2 separate regions of the Ovis aries genome follow, and region 1 is linked to region 2. A link is a contact called in public Hi-C data. All regions are on one chromosome and are shown on one strand. The core of a region is the stretch at or near the end of the contact, and the rest is flanking DNA. Distances in the headings are between cores, read along the strand shown. Region 1 holds the start of PGGHG (protein-glucosylgalactosylhydroxylysine glucosidase). Region 2 has its middle 12 kb from the start of B4GALNT4.

The links. A called contact is a pair of places that touch in the nucleus more often than the background predicts.
Region 1: a contact with region 2 is called in a Hi-C map of blood, with 2.9 times the contacts expected there. The contact joins the promoter of PGGHG here to the enhancer-like site in region 2. A contact is called at or near these places in 4 of 16 Hi-C or Micro-C datasets (blood, omental adipose tissue and tail adipose tissue).

Annotation. Positions count from the first base shown.
Region 1 is chr21:47,407,558-47,411,130 of ARS-UI_Ramb_v3.0, reverse strand. PGGHG (protein-glucosylgalactosylhydroxylysine glucosidase) reads left to right here and starts at 1,789. Exons shown (of 15, transcript XR_009597971.1): 1 at 1,789-2,166; 2 at 2,446-2,727; 3 at 3,092-3,302; 4 at 3,377-3,573. NLRP6 (NLR family pyrin domain containing 6) reads left to right here. Exons shown (of 8, transcript XM_042238172.1): 8 at 1-1,043.
Region 2 is chr21:47,298,120-47,302,141 of ARS-UI_Ramb_v3.0, reverse strand. No RefSeq gene overlaps it. Among named protein-coding and RNA genes, the nearest start is that of B4GALNT4, 12 kb to the right of the region's middle. Within about 2 kb of position 2,236, at least 38 of the 54 cell types and tissues checked have an H3K27ac peak or open chromatin away from gene starts, as enhancers often do.

The DNA.
Region 1 (3,573 bases), core at 540-3,039, 110 kb before region 2:
CTCTGCTCTGGCCACAGGGGACCAAGCAGGGGCCGAAGGCGCCCAGAGGAGTCCAGTTGCTCTCTGAGGCCTTCAGAGACTAAGGGGAGTGGAGACGGAGCTCTGAGCAGGGCTGTGATGGCACCGGTGGTATGAGCCCCGTGTGCTGATAATAAACTCTCCCTGGGATTCCGGCCAGTCATTCTCTGCTGCACTTAGCCAGGCATCCTCACGGGTGCTCACGCCCTCGCCTTTGTTCCCCAGCCCATCTGAATGGGGCAGAGCCGCAGCCCCCATTTCCGGGGTGAGCTTGGGGGAACAGCTGGACTCTGGAAGCTCTGATGGGAGGCTTGGCCTTGACCGGCAGGGCCAGCAGCAGACAGCCCGAATCTTCAAATCTTCTCTGCTCAAAGCTGCTGGACTCCGCCAGCTTCTGAGGCCCCAGTCAGAAGGGCCTTCTGGGTCCCTTCATGTCCCCCAGACTTCCTTCCATAACCCATTTTAAAATCCAGTTATTCATTCCACAAAACAGACAAAGCATCCTTGCCCTCCTGGAGCTGGCATTCTAGGCAGCTGTGGAGGGAGGAAAAGGCGTGGGGGAGGGAGCCAAGGGTTTTCTCTTACCTGTAAGGAGTCTGGGACAATCTAGGGAAGACAGGGCACTTGAAAAAGGAAGGAAGTGAGGGGTCAGCCTAAGGATGTCTTGAGGAAAAGGCAGTGGGACAGCAAGTGTGAAGGCCACGCAGCGGCTCGGCCTGCTGTTAACAAGACACCGCAGAGCAGGTAGCTGACCAACAACAGAAGCGCATTTCTCACAGTTCTGGAGGCTGGGATGTCCAAGGTCAAGGCGGCAGTCAATTCGGTATCTGACGAGGCCCCTCTTGGTGCAGATGGCTGTCTTCCAGCCGTGTCCTCACAGGGCAGGAGGGAGCTCGAAGACCTTCTTCAGTTCAGTTCCGTTCAGGCACTCAGTCGTGTCCAACTCTTTGAGACCCCATGGACTGCAGCACACCAGGAGTTTACTCAAAATCTCTTCTGTATAAAGGCACTGATCCTACTCTTAACTGCTCTTGACCTAACTATGTACCAAAGGCCCCACCTACAAACACCATCACAGTGGGGATCAGAAGTCAACCGATGGATGTCGGGGGGACACACTGAGCCCATACTAGGGAGCCAGCGTGCAGAAGCAGCAGGGAAGCCAGGTAGCAGGTGTTGGGTGGGGGGGGGGGGGCCTGGGTGGCCCTCCTGCCGGTAAAGTGGGCTCCGCTGCAGGCTTTGAGCAGACCCTAACTACTCTCAGAGTGGCTGCGGCTCTGCTCGCAAGAGCTGTGGGGCCACAGCAGGCCTGCACCGACCCAGGAGGGTGGCCTGGTCTGAGAGGAGGCAGTGCCTGTGGATGGGGAGAGCTGGGAAGGGGGCCTGGTGGGAGCCCTGGGAGTGGGGATGGAGGGGCCTGGGTGGGGGATGGTGAGGTCACCATTGCTTGTGTTGGGGAAGAGTAGGAAGGCCAGGTTTCAGGCACAGGCTAAATCGGACTGTCTGGTTGGGCCAGTGGTCCCAGCACAGTCATTTGGGTCAGGCCGGGGTTAGAGAGACAAGGTCCAGACAGGCCCAGGAAGCTCAGGAGCTTCCAGAGGCAGGGGGGCACATGGGGAAGATGGAGACTGAAGGGGGGGGTGCAGAGCCAGCCAGTGGGGCGGGGACAAAGGCAGGCGGGGCTCCAGAGGAGAGCCCCGGCCCCACCTCTCCTGGGGGAGGGCGCTCAGGGAGAGAGGAAGGAACCGGCCGCCGGAGAGGGGGGCGGGCGAAAGCCCCGTCAGAGCCACGCTGGAGAAGCCTCAGGGCACAGCTGGAGCTGGGCCTCCCTCCGCTCGGCCTCGCAGGCTGGGCCGCCAGACGCCCCCGGATCGCCCTTCGGCTCGCCCTTCGCCCCCTCCTCGCGCACGCCCGGCGGTGGGGACGCGCGTCCGCCCCGCCCCGCGCGGCCCTGGGGCGCGGACCGCGGGGCCTTCCGGTGGCACGGGCGCCGCTGGCTGCCTCTCCTGCGCCTGAGCGGCAGCGCCCGCTGGAGCCGAGGGACGCGGCAGGGCTGCGGACCCAGAGACGGGGCCTCTGGCCCGCCTGCGCGTCCCCTTCCCCAGCCGCTGGCCACACCCCGCCCTGTACCGACTGGCCTCCAGGAGGGTGAGGCCCGCGGGCTGAGGCTCCGCCCTTCCTGCCAGCAGGACCGGTTCGTGGGGGTGCGGCCCTGAGGTGGGAGCTGGGGCCTCCGTTGGGTCCCTGGATCAGTAGTGGGGGGTGGGGGTCTCCTGGGGCGGCCTGAGAAAATCGGGGCCACGCAGGTGGGCACACGCCCCCCCCTCCACCTCTGGGGCCATCAGTCAAGTTCCAAGGAGAGCTTTGGGAGTTGCAGAAGACAGAGGCCCAGCCCACTGTGGGGCCTCTGCCCCCCGGCTTTTGCAGGCCCCTCCGCGGAGTCACCTTCCATGGAGGATGCTGGCAAGGACGCCACCAGATTCACTGCCCATTCTCTGCCCAGTGACCCCCGGCTCTTGGCCACCGTGACCAACTCATACTTGGGCACACGCGTGTATCATGAGACACTGCATGTGAGCGGTGTGTACAATGGGGCTTTGGGGGATACCCACCGGGCCATTCTGCCCAGCCCCCTCAATGTCCAGCTGGAGGCCCCTGCAAGGACGGGAGAGCAGCTAACCAAGACCTACGCTCTGGACACCAACACAGGTAGCCCCTGGCTGCCCTCCGCCCACCCCTACCCCCTGCCATTGTTCCCGGGGAGCAGAAGGTCAGACAGAGGCCCCATCCCAGCACCTCCTCACTCAGGATGCCAGCATCCTGCAAAAGGAGGCTCTGAGAGGCCGCTTTGTGAGGCTTCCAGCCGGGGGGCCTCCCAAACGAGCAGGAGCCCGGCGGCCCCCATGTAGCTGTTGCTTCCCTAACAGGACAGCTGGGGCTTGGAGGGGGCTCCCTCACTGAAGGGAGAGGGGGACTTCATTCCCAGCCCACAGAGGCCGGCGGTTTGGAACTGTCCTCGGTGGCCCCAGGCGGTTGTGAGAATTGCCCCGTCTTCCTCTCCACCCTTTCCCAGGCTCCTTCCTGCACACCCTGGAGGGCCCCAGCTTCCGCGCCTCCCAGCGAATCTATGCCCACCGCACACTGCCTCATGTCCTGGCCTTCAGTGTGTCCATCACCCGCCTGGCCAAGGGGAGCTGGCCCATCACAGTGCGGCTGCAGTCAGCCTTTTCCCCAGAAAGTCCGGACCTGGACCTGCATCTGGGTCCTGACTTCCAGGGAGCCCGGTAAGGAGGGGCAGGGGGCCGGCTGGGTGGCCAGAGGAGAGGCTGGTCCCTGAGACACAGCTGCCCTCCTGCAGGTACCTGTGTGGCCGCACACTCAGCCCTGAGCAGCCTGGGGGTGCGCGGCAGGAGGTGCACATGCTGTGGACGCCGGTGCCCCCAGCCTTGACCCTCGGAGAAGGGCAGGAGGACGCGACATGGGAGTTCCTGACAGTGGTGGGTGGCAGCCAGGCTGAGGCCCAGGCCTGCCTCACAGAGGCCCTGCAGCTGCAGG
Region 2 (4,022 bases), core at 987-3,486:
CGTCCCCTGCCCGCCTTCCTCTGCACCCCAGGACCCACCCTGCTCCTTGTCTGGGGAAGTCACAAAAGCCACAACTATCTGGCGGTCCTTTGGCTGCCAGGCTTTTATGGGATTCCTGTAAACAGAAAATTTACTTTTCTGCTGTTTACTTGGTTTATGTCAATTTAATTATTACCAAGCCGAAGACCCTAGAGGGGAAGAAGGCGAAAGTTTCCTTCTCGTAAGAAAACAGCCTTTTTTGCTGTCAAAGCAAAGCCTGGGAGGTGAGCTCCTGCTACCAGAAGCCGCAGACTCAGGCTGGCTCCAGTGTCTGGAGTCCATGCAGCCGCCCTGACAGCCACACCCAGAGGCCAGAGCTGCTGGGAAGTCATGTGATCTGTTTATCAGAACTCACAATAGAGAGCTGTGATTTGTTTAGGATTGTTTTCCTTCCAAGTACTTGAAACTTGTTTGGACTTGAACTTAAGAATTTGTTTCATTTTTTTAAGACTTACACTGCTTCAGGAAAGGATGAATTCTTGTACCCTAATTTCTCCTGGGATACTGGACATCAGGAAAGGTTTATACTCATATTGGGGCTATCACAGTGTCTGTGCTGCTAGTGACCTGAAGGTGTAATTTCGGGTTAAGGGTAACCTGGAGTGGAAAGCAGGTTGTGATGGGAACTGGCCCAGAACACAACGTGGATTTAATCTGAACAGACTGTTCCTGTTCATGACAGGGTGTTAAGGAGGCGCAAGTCCCCAGCCCCCAAAAGCCCCTGCAGGACACCCACAAGGCTGCTGTTGGTAGAGAGGCCTGATCTCACCCTGACGGTGAGCAGGCAGCCAGGCAGTTGGCTCCACAGCAAGTCTAACTGGTTAAGAGAACAAAGACCGGAAACTTGGTGGGGGGGGGGGGGGGCGGTGCGCAGAAGCTTGAGGGAAGAAGGGGATTGCATGTTGGGAGGAAAGGCCCATGCTGATCTCTTCCGAGGATGTGTGAAGAACCAAAGGATCTGAGGTCTCACCCACGTTACAAGCAGACAGGTGAACCCACAACAGCTTTAGAGGATGCCGACCCCTGGATCCGAAAGGACCCGCTTCCTAACATCTCAGAGAAGAACCGATTCTGACTCCACGTTGGAACTCTGTCTTTGCCTCGCTTTCCGTGTCGCTGTTCTTACTGTTGTTGTCAGTCGACCGGTCATGTCCAATTCTTTGCGACCCCATGGACTGCAGCACGCCAGGCTCCCCTCTCCTTCACCATCTCCCGCAGCTTGCTCAAACTCATGTCCATCGAGTTGGTGATGCCGTCCAACCATCTCCTCCTCTGCCGTCCCCTTCTCCTCATAACCGCCTGCCTCCAAGGACCCCACCCCTCTGCCTGACTGTTAAAGCTCACGTGTGAGTCTGCCCACCTGTGAACAGAAGGGATCAGCACACCCCTTCCACAGGCTGGCCCTGCCAGGAGATGTTCTGCAAGACCGAAGGCCCATTTTACTTTAGTTCCGCATCGCTTCTCTCTCTGACGTTATATAAAGGACCTGGCATACAGACCCCGACAAGGCGGTTACTTTAAGACATCAGTCCGCCATCTTCTCAGTCACCCAGCTTTCCAAACAGTCTCGCGGCCTCAACAACCCATCTCTGTGACTCAGGGGCCTATCTCCAGCCAGCAGGGCGAGCTTGGACTCAGAAACAATAACAAATTCCCAGGCGTCCTCCACAGGGGGCTCTGAAGGCCCTGGGTCCTCAGAGAGGAGGTCTCGACCGTCAGAGCACCCTTCACCCCACGGACGGCATCACGCCCGCAGCCCCCGGCGCGGAAGTCCGCGCCCCACGACCCTCGCTCTGCAGGCAGGTCTGCGGCCGGCCGCTGCCCCCAGCAGCCTCAGGCGGGCTGAGGTTCGAGCAGGAGGCCTTCCCCCCACGAGCGGGGGGGACCCTGGGAGGGACGGCCAGGCCGCCCCCCGAGCTCCCCGGGCAGGGCGCCACCGAGGCCGCTTTTCTACGCTGGGCTGCGAGCCAGCAGCGCCACCAGCCCGACCCCCTGCCCTCGCCGGCCCTCTTCTGCGAGCGGGGTCTAGGCGCGCCCACAGCCGCAGGCGCGCGAGACGAGGACGCGGCCTCTCACCGTCTCTCTCACGCGCAGCGGTGCCGACCGCAGGGCGCTCGGGCGCCGCGGCCCGCGCCCCTCCCCGTTCCGGCCCGGCCCGGGCCTCCGGGGCCCCCGGCTCCCCCTCCCTGCGCGCCCGTCACTTCGGAGAAGCAGGAGGTTCCGGTGAGGCAACCGCGCCCCCGCCCCGCGGCCGCCCCGGCCTCCCCTCCCCCGGCGCGCACCCTCCCCTCCCCGCCCCCCCCTCTCCCCCTCCCCCTCCCCTCCCCCGCCCCACTCTCTCCCCCTCCCCCTCCCCTCTCCTCCCCTCTCCTCCCCTCCCCTCTCCTCCCCCTCCCCCTCCCCCCCCCCCCCCCCCCCCCCCCCCGCCCCCCGCCCCCCCCCCCCCCCCGCCCCCCCCCTCCCCCTCCCCCGCCCCCTCCCTCCTCCTCCCCCGCCCCCCCCCCCTCCCCCTCCCCTCTCCTCCCCTCCCCTCCCCCGCCCCCTCCCTCCCTCCCTCCTCCTCCCCCGCCCCTCCCTCCTCCCCTGCCCCGCCGCGCATCCCCTCCCCTCCCCCGCCCCCTCCCTCCCTCCCTCCTCCTCCCCCCCCCCCCCCCCCCCCCTCCCCCGCCCCGCTCTCTCCCCCTCCCTCCCTCCCTCCCCGCTCCCGCCTCCTCTCTCAGACCCTCCGCCACCTCCCCAGGCGGAGCGGCCGAGGGGGAGGAAGCGGGAGGGTTCGCGGGGCGCCGCAGAGACACTCCGCCCCAGCAGCATCTCGGGCGCGCCGGGAATCGCGTCTCCCCGCAGGACGCCACCCCGGCGGCCGCAGGACTCGGGCCCCGCCGCGCGGGGAAGAGGGCCCGGCGGAGCCCCGCGCGGGCCTGCGGCGCCACCTGGCGGCCGCGGGAGTCCCGGGAGCCGGGCCGGGGCCCTGTTTTAACCCGCGGCTGTCGGCCCGGCGACGAGAGGCACTGACTTCAGACGTGGCCCGGGCGCCGGCCGCTGCGGGGTGAGGGCCGGAGTCCGCGCGAGGGGCCGCCCGCCGAGCAGGAGGCCTCCCCCCCACGAGCGGGGGGGACCCTGGGAGGGAGGGCCAGGCCGCCCCCCGGAGCTCAAAGCAGGGTGCGTGTCACCTGGGCCTGCGTTCCGCAAGCCTACCCCAGAAGCCCTCCCGTGGCCCCCACGGTGGCCGCAGCAACCGCTCCGCCTCAGACTGTCGGCCCGCAACGTGGCCGTGCGGCCGGAACGCACGGGGTGCGAGGGCCCGCAGCTGACAGCCTCCCGGCAATCGCAGCCTCAGCCAGACTCACACCATCGCAGGGCGGAGGTGCTGCCGGGCCGGCACCCCGCCCAGCGTGTCCCGCACTTGCAGGGTAAGGCGATCAAGGGACTGATCCCTGCCATACTCCCTGGATGCGGACTCGGACCCTCATGAGTCCCGAGTGGGGTGCAGGGTGCATCTCGGCCTGACGCTGGCATCAACTCAAACATGGCAGGAGGTGCTTCTCCCCTCAGCCAAGAACGGCTCAAACTGGCCGTCTGTTGTGCATCGTGACCCACACAGGTGCTGACCTCGGGCTGCGCTGTCTCACCAGCCTGGTAGGTGGAGGTCTGACCGCTGTCTCTGGGCATAACGACAAGAGTCTGTCTCCCACCCAGGATAACCTGGGGTCCAGTGAGAGGACGTCGTTGGAGATGGGGTTACCTAGCGATAGTTAGAGGTGATGATGCCTAGAGGGCAGTGCCACCCCTACACATACACACACGTGCAGAGGTGTCTGAGGCCCAGCCTTCCCACGTGTGGCCCAGGTTGAATTGGGTTTGAATCTCTGCCTTCTGGGTTTGGTTAAGCATGAGAGCAATGTCATGGAGCATTGATACATGTAGCTTAATTCAAGACCACTTGGGCAGGAATCAAAGAATAAGTTTCAAAGAAATTATAAGAA